Regions from separate parts of the Mus musculus genome. Here region 2 is linked to region 1. The links are chromatin contacts, called in public Hi-C maps. All regions are on one chromosome and are shown on one strand. The core of a region is the stretch at or near the end of the contact, and the rest is flanking DNA. Distances in the headings are between cores, read along the strand shown. Region 1 overlaps Grb10 (growth factor receptor bound protein 10). Region 2 has its middle 83 kb from the start of Gm12002.

Region 1 (4,130 bases), core at 1,218-3,717:
CGTGCTGCGTCCAACATCCTCACAGGCGTTATAGTTGGCTCCTGTTGTGAGCAGACAGCAGACCTGACAAGTGGTGTCTGGATTTACCCCACCCAGGCAGTGCCCCATGGCTAGAGTCGGCTCCTATATCTGGGGCAGGAGTACACAGGAAATGGCGCAGTAGCCTCCCCAGTGTATCCAGGCTGGAGACATCTGAGGACTGTGTGTCCTATCCCCATGGTGGGGATCTAACACTGGATAAAGATGGTCTCAGTCTTATTCCTGTACCATCAAGCTAGTATTTTCCCTTTTGTAAAGAGTAAATATCAAGAGTAAGGCACTGGGAAATACTGTTTCTTTTCATGCTTCTATCCCCAGATAGACACTTTCTATCTAGTCTTCCACTCCTCCCTTGTGTGCTCAGCATCTTCTCTAGGGAAAAGCTTCTCTTGTTGGATAATTTTGGCAATTCCCTGTCAATCCTTGAACACTTTCTGACATTCTGACATTAGAGAACACAGAACATTTCAGTTCCATCTTTATTGTTTCCCTGCCTCACCAGAATCAGCCATATTCTCAGGGCCCAGGTTCCTTTCAATGTTGGATGACATTCTAGACTACTTTCTGGGTGCTGCATCCCCTGTAGCCACTGAAAGTCACTCAGGTACTAGCACTCATGTGCCAGAACACCAAAGTATCATGGCTGCAAGCCCATTTTTCTCAGTCACTTCCAGCTGGTGTACACATGCATACATGGATGCTCATATATAGACAATTCATTTTAGATTTTAAAAGGAATCAATTATAAATTGCTGGTTTTCCACTCCCCAGGCTGTTCCTCCTTCGTGACAGCCAGAGTAATCCAAAGGCGTTCGTACTGACACTGTGCCATCACCAGAAGATTAAAAACTTCCAGATCTTACCTGTAAGTACCGATGCCTTCAAATCAGCCCGCCCTTCCGAGTCCCCTGGTTCTGTTTCTAGTGCAGTTTTCAATTTAAACATAAGCTTATAGATAAGCACCAATGGCCTCAAGTCTGGGGAAGCAGTTCTCAAGAGACTCCAAGAGGGAATGTTGCTGAGGCTGCTGTTGCCCTGAGACCTCAGCTTATGTGTAGCTAGCTAGGTAGGAATATCTAGGTCTCCTGGACTCTTACAGCAGATTTGACATTGGCTCTTTTCAGCACAGGAATGGTCTGACCTGAGTAGATATGTCTCGTGGCTGCTCAGAATTCTCAGAATTCTAAAAGGAACTTGCTGATGGCTAAGTGGCTCCCAAGGGGAGCTTATGTTCTTCTGCCTACTTGGTCATTGGATCACGAAACAGTTCTACCCTTGGTCCATTCCACTGTGCCATTAGAGAACACCTTTCTCATCCCCTTTGCTTTCCTTTTTAAAAGCATGGAAATTATGAGACTGGCCGATATAGTCTGACTCTCCCTGCCTGCAGGGCCACAGGTTGTCCCCCAAGGTCACACTGTCTAACATGGCAAATGTTTTCTGTGTCCCCACAGTGCGAGGATGATGGGCAGACCTTCTTCACTCTGGATGATGGGAACACCAAGTTCTCCGATCTGATCCAGCTGGTCGACTTCTACCAGCTCAACAAAGGTGTTCTGCCCTGCAAGCTGAAACACCACTGCATCCGCGTGGCCTTATGACCTCCTTGCCCACTCACAGAGGCTGGAGGCAGCGACACTGGAACGGAGAAGAGAGATCTGCATGAGGGTGAGAACACACACCTACTCCCACCCAAGGACTCAGAACAACATGGCTTTTTGATCGGTACCAACCGACCTACATCAATTAGTTATTGGACTTCACAAAGATTTGCCGCTGTGGATCAAACAGGACCACCTCCCTCTGCGTCAGCCATTTAAAATTGGGGGAGGGAAGAGATCCAGTGCAAGTGTGGGAAGAAACTGGAATGACGATTTTGATTAGGCCACGTAGGGTGAAAACCGCAGAAAAATGATTGGAAATGAACTCTTGCCCTGGAATAACCTTGACAATTCAAACCGCGATGTTTACTTTTTGTATTGATCACTTTTTTGCACTCCTTCTTCGTTGTCGATGTTGTACTCAGCCTATGGTAGGAGAGGATGTGGCTTTGCAACTCAGATCAGACAAAGAATTTTTGAATTGGCAGGCTTTAGCCTACAAATGGGTCCCCCAAGTTTTCTAGATAACATCCTGCTCTCTGCAGGTTGCGGCAGTGTGGGTTTGGCTCCAGTCCTTCCCATTATACTTGAAAAGCTTTTTTTTTTTTTTTAAATAAAATAATAAGATAAAAGGTGACAACCGCAGTTGACACCTAGCATGTTTTGTGGACGCAGTCAAGCTGCCACAGTCTGGTCATCGTTGTTGTTGTGCTGACGTCTGGTCATGTATTATTAGTGTGTCTCGTTCTCCACGGTGCTGGAGACCTCATTACTTTGGAAAACTCACTGTTCCCCAGCACAGCACAGCTGCATGACCTCAGCTTCAGACTGATGTCAGCCAGCCTTCTTGGAACACATTGCTATTCATTGTGGATGCCACACAGTCCATCTGGGGTGCCCTGTGCCTCCCATTTTCACAGCCGCCCACTGTTGTAGAATAATCGCTGCCTTTACCCTCTGCAGTACCCTCAGTCATTTCACTTCTCCCACAGGGGTGGGGTAGGGGTGGGGTTAAAGGATCGAAAGAGAAAAAAACGCCAACTTGTTGGCCTTGTGCTCTGTCACTCTGAGCATCTATGGTGATAAAGAGAAGGAAACGCTGCAGAGGCACAAGCATAAGCTGGCTTTGAGTCTTTGAAAGCTTGATGGCCTCTGCACCCTACTGAAAACCCCCTAAGCCAGCAGGAGCAGGGTATGCAGAGGCTTTGCCTCTGCTGGCTTAGGGTGAGAAGTACCTCACAATGGATGTGAACATTGGACAGATTTTAGGAGCATGATGTTTGCCTCCTCCGAGAGAGAGGAGTCAGAGAGAGAGAGGAGTCAGAAGGTGGCCGGAGTTATCATTGGGTCCCCTGAGCTCCATGAAGGACCCTCTGTTGTCCCCTTGATGATTTATCAGGCATGAGAGTAGCAGACAGGATTGCCTTGAGAAACACACAGACAACAACGGTGGTGAACACATTTCCCTTTCTTGATACCACCCAGAAAGTCTGCTACATACCTGAGTTAGCCACTAGATTGCCTGTCCCGACTCATTGAAGTGCTCCCCAGGGAGCCACTTCTGATTTGCCATGGTTGACAGCATAGTGGAAGATAGATATGACAGCGCTTTGTAAAGCAGGCCAGTGGCAAGCTGGCCCACAGTAGAGAAACACTGTAGTTCACAGACCATGCAACCGTGTTTCCACGAGATGTTATTACAACAAATGAAGAATTTTTTTCCTTTTTTTTCATTTTAATCTTTTTTGACTTTTTTTTAGTTAACCATTTTTTATGCATAAGTGCTCAAATGCATTTCTCTTTCTTTCGAAACTAGTTAATCGTTAAGTTGACAATGAGAGAATTCTCAAGTTCATACCTGGCAGCAGGCTCCCACTGATCTTCCCCTTACAGACAGATAACAGACATTTCAGTTTTACCGTGCTCATTTCTTTTTGCTGACTTAAGGTCAGAACTTTTACAGACAACAAACAACCCTAGGGTTTCTTTTTCCAGTTTACACAGACCGGTCCCCACAGTGCAGAATCCATTTCTCTTTCGTCTCAACAGTAGACAACTAGGATGTGGATCTCATATTTATAAGTATGCATTTTATTTAAGAGGAAGTATAGGCTTGACTCTGGTTCACAATTTCGTACGTAGCTGGTTTGACGTAGAACTTTGTACTTCCCTTGCCGAAGTGAATTGTTGAAGGCTGCAACCCACCCACCTTGAGTGTAGCAGACTTCAGTGGCCCCGAGATCGCCAGCCCTTTGCACAGGCAGCTGGGAATTCCACCTGAAACAGCTGGTCCCTAGGTTAGCGGGTTCCCAGCCCCCCTAATCAGAGACTGAAGGACAATTGACTTTTATTTTTGTATTTAATTGACATGAATGTAAAGGGGACAGCTCAGGGTTGTTTTGGAGCCTGTTTGACTTTGTAATCTCTGCCTGTGATTTTCTTTTCTAAATGACGACTCCGTGTAACCACCTGGACTAAGTTGAGAAGGAA
Region 2 (4,130 bases), core at 984-3,483, 300 kb before region 1:
ACAAATTGGTCTGAGCATGGTTTTAGACTCTACCATGGTGTCACCTTCTTCAGTAGGGGATTAAGTGCTCAAGGCATCCAAAAAAGTTCAGGGGACATCTCTCCTCTGCTCAAAGCATCCTACCTTGTTCCTGAAGGGCCTGGAACATTTTCTAGGACCAGAAGCCATCATCTGTGCAAACTGAGACCCTCAGGGCTAACTGAGAGTAATCTTTCATGGATAGCCCTGCAGGCCACAAATATGGTCACATGGGATTCAGGTACCAACTGGTCCCAGCATTTCCTCTAATACTCCATCAGAGTGGCACACTTTTCCTGGTAATTCTTTTTTTTTTTTTTTTTTTTTTTTGTTATAGCAGAATTCCGCTGTCACGGAAGAGGGGATTAGTTCAGCCACCAGGTAGAAGGAAAGGTCCAGAGGACTAAGGACAGGAGATTCTGAAGACCCAAGGAAGCTGAAGGCTAGCATGACAGATGCTCTTGGGGCAGGGAGGGATGAAGAGTTGTGGAGAAAGCAAGCATCCCAAATCACTGCTGTGCTCTGTCTCCTCTCAAGGCTCTGTCCTCAGAATCTACCCCTGAGCCCAGGAGTGCAGAAGCACTTGGTACACTCGTATCCTCCTTTCTATTTTTCTCTCCTTTCCTCTTCCCTTTCTCCTTTCTATCTTCCCCTGTCCCTCATTCCTTCTTCCAACCATCATCCCTCCTTCCCTTCTTTCCTTCCTTGGTGTCTTCCTTTCCTCTTCCATCTCTCCTTCTTCCCATCTAACACTAGAAGAGCTTCTCAAAGTCGGAATCCCCGATGGGTGCTGGAGACAATTACAAATTAGTGTCTCTCCCTTCCAGTAAGCCTGCTGGCAAGTAGCCACATGGAAATGCCAATCAAGAGTGTAACAAGTATCCTGGGGGAGAAAAGATGTGGGCCAAAGATTGGAGGTTCTTCTTCGTGGGTGGTCAGGGTAGAAGCCCCTCAAGTGAGCATCAAGAGAGAGGCTTTTTTCCAGGTGAAAGGAGCAGGGGATAGCCAGAGGGCTAGGGGAGCCTGGGCTGCTCAGGGTTCTGTCTGCGGGAGACTCAGATTTTCAGATTTGAGGTTCTGCACCAGGGCTCTGTTCCATTGCAAAGACATTCCTAGGGCTAAGTGCTGCCACCCACTCCTGTGTTCCACTAGAAATACAAATGTGTTCAAAGCGGAAAGATCAAGAAGCGATTAACTATGCTGGCACCTGCTCATGAGTGGTTTGGCCATGAGCCCAACTGGGGTGTGCGCCGAGTGAGTGCAGGTGGCAGCAGCTTGCCTCACACTGCCTGGCATACTCCTCTGAAGAAAGCAATGCACTGTGATTTTGGGGCTTGCATCTGAGACCCTTCCTCCGGTTGCGGAGGCTTGAGATTCATGAGACAGGAGGAAGTGGGCTGTCAATCAAGGATAGGACCACTCATTGCTCTCCACCTTGTCTCCGAACCCAGCCTCACCAGGTCTTTGAAAGCAACAGTGTGGGCCCTGTCACCACCTTCATACCCTGACTCTGACTGGAGTTGAGCTGGCCTTGGCGTAGGTCTGGCTAGTGCCCCCTCCACTGAGCTGTAGCCTTTCAGATTGGCTGCTGCTCCTCTGCTTCTGTGCACTCGAAAGCTTGAGCAGCTTTCATTTCTCTGAAAATACCATGTGGGTTCATTCTACTGTGCTTTATTAGAACATCTATTGATCCTCCAAAACCCAGCCACCTCCCAAGAAAAGCCACTTATAGCCACTTAGTCCTCTGTGGAATGTGGTGCTTCTTGTTACCATGCTCATTTCTCAATGGAGTCTATTGGTGTTTGTGACCCGGAACTCTCTGGGCCTCATTCATGTGGGAGCGTCAAGCCTGAGAACACAGGACTGATGCCATGGGCAGAGTCTGCCCCAACGAGACTGGCAGCAAATTCTAAGTACAAAACTCCTGAAGACTTGCTTGGCCAATGGCTCGTGGGCAAATGCCCAAGAGAGGGAGACTGCAGTGTTCCTGCAAGGCAGCTCAGAGTCCTTGGAGAGACTCCAGGCTGCAGGGATGGCAGTGGCCAGGGAAGGGACGAAGAATGGGCTCTTTGGAAGGTTTCCAACTCAAGGGTACAGCTGGCCAAGCCCCAGGTTGGGCAGAGAGCCACTGGCACCGGGGATAAGGAGTTGGCTGAGGTGGGGCTTAGAACAAGATGGCTAGGAGCCACTCAGACTAAGGCTGTGTGAATGCTGAAGCCACTGGGAGTCAGGGGTGAGTCACACATGAGTAAGAAAGGCTCAGCCTGGAAAGCAGATTGCAGTATGCCCTTAAGTCATGATTCTATTTCAGAGAGCTGAAGTCCTCCTCCGATGGCACCACGACATTTACCATTCCAGATCTTCCTGAGTGACATCATGGATATTGGACAAAGCAGCAACATTTTCTGAGTGATAGCAACAGTGGGCTTTTTAAGCCGCCTTCTGTCAGGTGGATCTGAGGAGCTACCAAGGCCCTATGACATCTTTGACCACACAGGAGCTAAGGGGTCAGCTGCCAGAGCCCACCATTCTCCTCTGCCTTCATTTGCTTTGCTCTTTTCTCCTTCGTTATACAATCAGGAGTAAGTAACTTAGTAGGACAAGTAACTAGGGGCCGCTTAAGCATTGCCATGATTCAGCCATGTGGAGTCCACAGGGGCTTCCTGAATCTATCAAATAGCCAAGTCTTGGTCTCATCAGTTCCCTCCTTCTACCAGTGGAGGCTCAGGGACATAAAATGACACTTGAGCTTACTCTAAGGCCCAAATCTGACTCTCCTCTTGTCCATTATACCCCAGGAAGTACTCTAGTCCCAGGAGGAAAAAACTGTTTCTCATTGGTTAGAACCAAGGCTGTGCCTGAGCAGTGCATATTTCAGCCTGAATTATAGCTGGTCTGAGAAGGGTAGGCAGATTCAGGATCCCTGAACCAGAAATCTCCTGGGGCAGGGATCCACCCCATAATCAGCATCCAAACGCTGACACCATTGCATACACTAGCAAGATTTTATCGAAAGGACCCAGATGTAGCTGTCTCTTGTGAGACTATGCCGGGGCCTAGCAAACACAGAAGTGGATGCCCACAGTCAGCTAATGGATGGATCACAGGGCTCCCAATGGAGGAGCTAGAGAAAGTACCCAAGGAGCTAAAGGGATCTGCAACCCTATAGGTGGATCAACATTATGAACTAACCAGTACCCCGGAGCTCTTGACTCTAGCTGCATATGTATCAAAAGATGGCCTAGTCGGCCATCACTGGAAAGAGAGGCCCATTGGACACACAAACTTTATATGCCCCAGAACAGGGGAACGCCAGGGCCAAAAAGGGGGAGTGGGCGGGTAGGGGAGTGGGGGTGGGTGGGTATGGGGGACTTTTGGTATAGCATTGGAAATGTAAATGAGCTAAATACCTAATAAAAAATGGAAAGAAAAAAAAAAAAAGAAATCTCCTGGGGACCTTGGTCCCTCACTAAAACCTCCTCGTATCCAAGCATCATCCATCAGGACTGCTAGGCCCTGGGATGATCTGGTCTCTGCATTTTTTTGATGCATCTGAGCAATAAGGACATCACTTCTTGCATACCTTGCCTGAGAACTAGGAAAGACAGGTACGATACAGACCCTAGTACAAACGAACATTCCTGAGCATCTGAAATTGAGACCTGAAGAGTGCCCAAGGAAAGGGGTGAAGCATGACTTGAGAGGAGGCTTTCTAGGCCCCACCAGGCCTGGGCCTCCCTACAAGGGGCTTCTGGCTATGGAGATACTGACTCTGCTTGCCTGGTGCTTATGGCTGTAACCTTAGGCTGGGAAGCTGCTAGCAACATCCTAGGACTACAAGGCCTGGGGTGAGGCTGAGCAGGGAGAGAGTCGGAGCATCCAGCTCTCTTCACGTGTGCTTGCTCGCTCAGCTTTATTCCCAAGCAGAAACTCAGCCACAAGACAGAGCATTGTGGGAAATGCAAAGCAGTCCTGGCCAGTCTGCCTGCTCACTTACAGATGAGATAAAGGGCAAGGTTTACCTCTGAGGGCACAAGCAGCAACCTTACTGAGTGAGGGCCAAGTGTGCTGGCTGTGAGTCTGTGTCTGGTCCCCTGTCACTTACAGAATCC

Evidence for each region. Hi-C and Micro-C count contacts between places; a contact is called where the count stands out from the background.
Region 2: a Hi-C map of muscle stem cells shows a contact between it and region 1, with 3 times the contacts expected there. The contact joins two enhancer-like sites. A contact is called at or near these places in 1 of 15 datasets of contacts at CTCF or cohesin (the NIH/3T3 cell line), 3 of 484 Hi-C or Micro-C datasets (liver, muscle stem cells and myocytes) and 1 of 9 other capture datasets (adipose tissue).

What each region holds. Positions count from the first base shown.
Region 1 is chr11:11,930,973-11,935,102 of GRCm38.p6, reverse strand. Grb10 (growth factor receptor bound protein 10) reads left to right here. Exons shown (of 17, transcript NM_010345.4): 16 at 811-904; 17 at 1,494-4,130. The coding sequence ends at 1,640. Among named protein-coding and RNA genes, the nearest start is that of Ddc, 35 kb to the right of the region's middle. Within about 2 kb of position 2,467, at least 38 of the 459 cell types and tissues checked have an H3K27ac peak or open chromatin away from gene starts, as enhancers often do. A contact at or near this core is called in muscle stem cells, where this site is marked.
Region 2 is chr11:12,229,669-12,233,798 of GRCm38.p6, reverse strand. No RefSeq gene overlaps it. Among named protein-coding and RNA genes, the nearest start is that of Gm12002, 83 kb to the left of the region's middle. Within about 2 kb of position 2,233, at least 97 of the 459 cell types and tissues checked have an H3K27ac peak or open chromatin away from gene starts, as enhancers often do. A contact at or near this core is called in muscle stem cells, where this site is marked.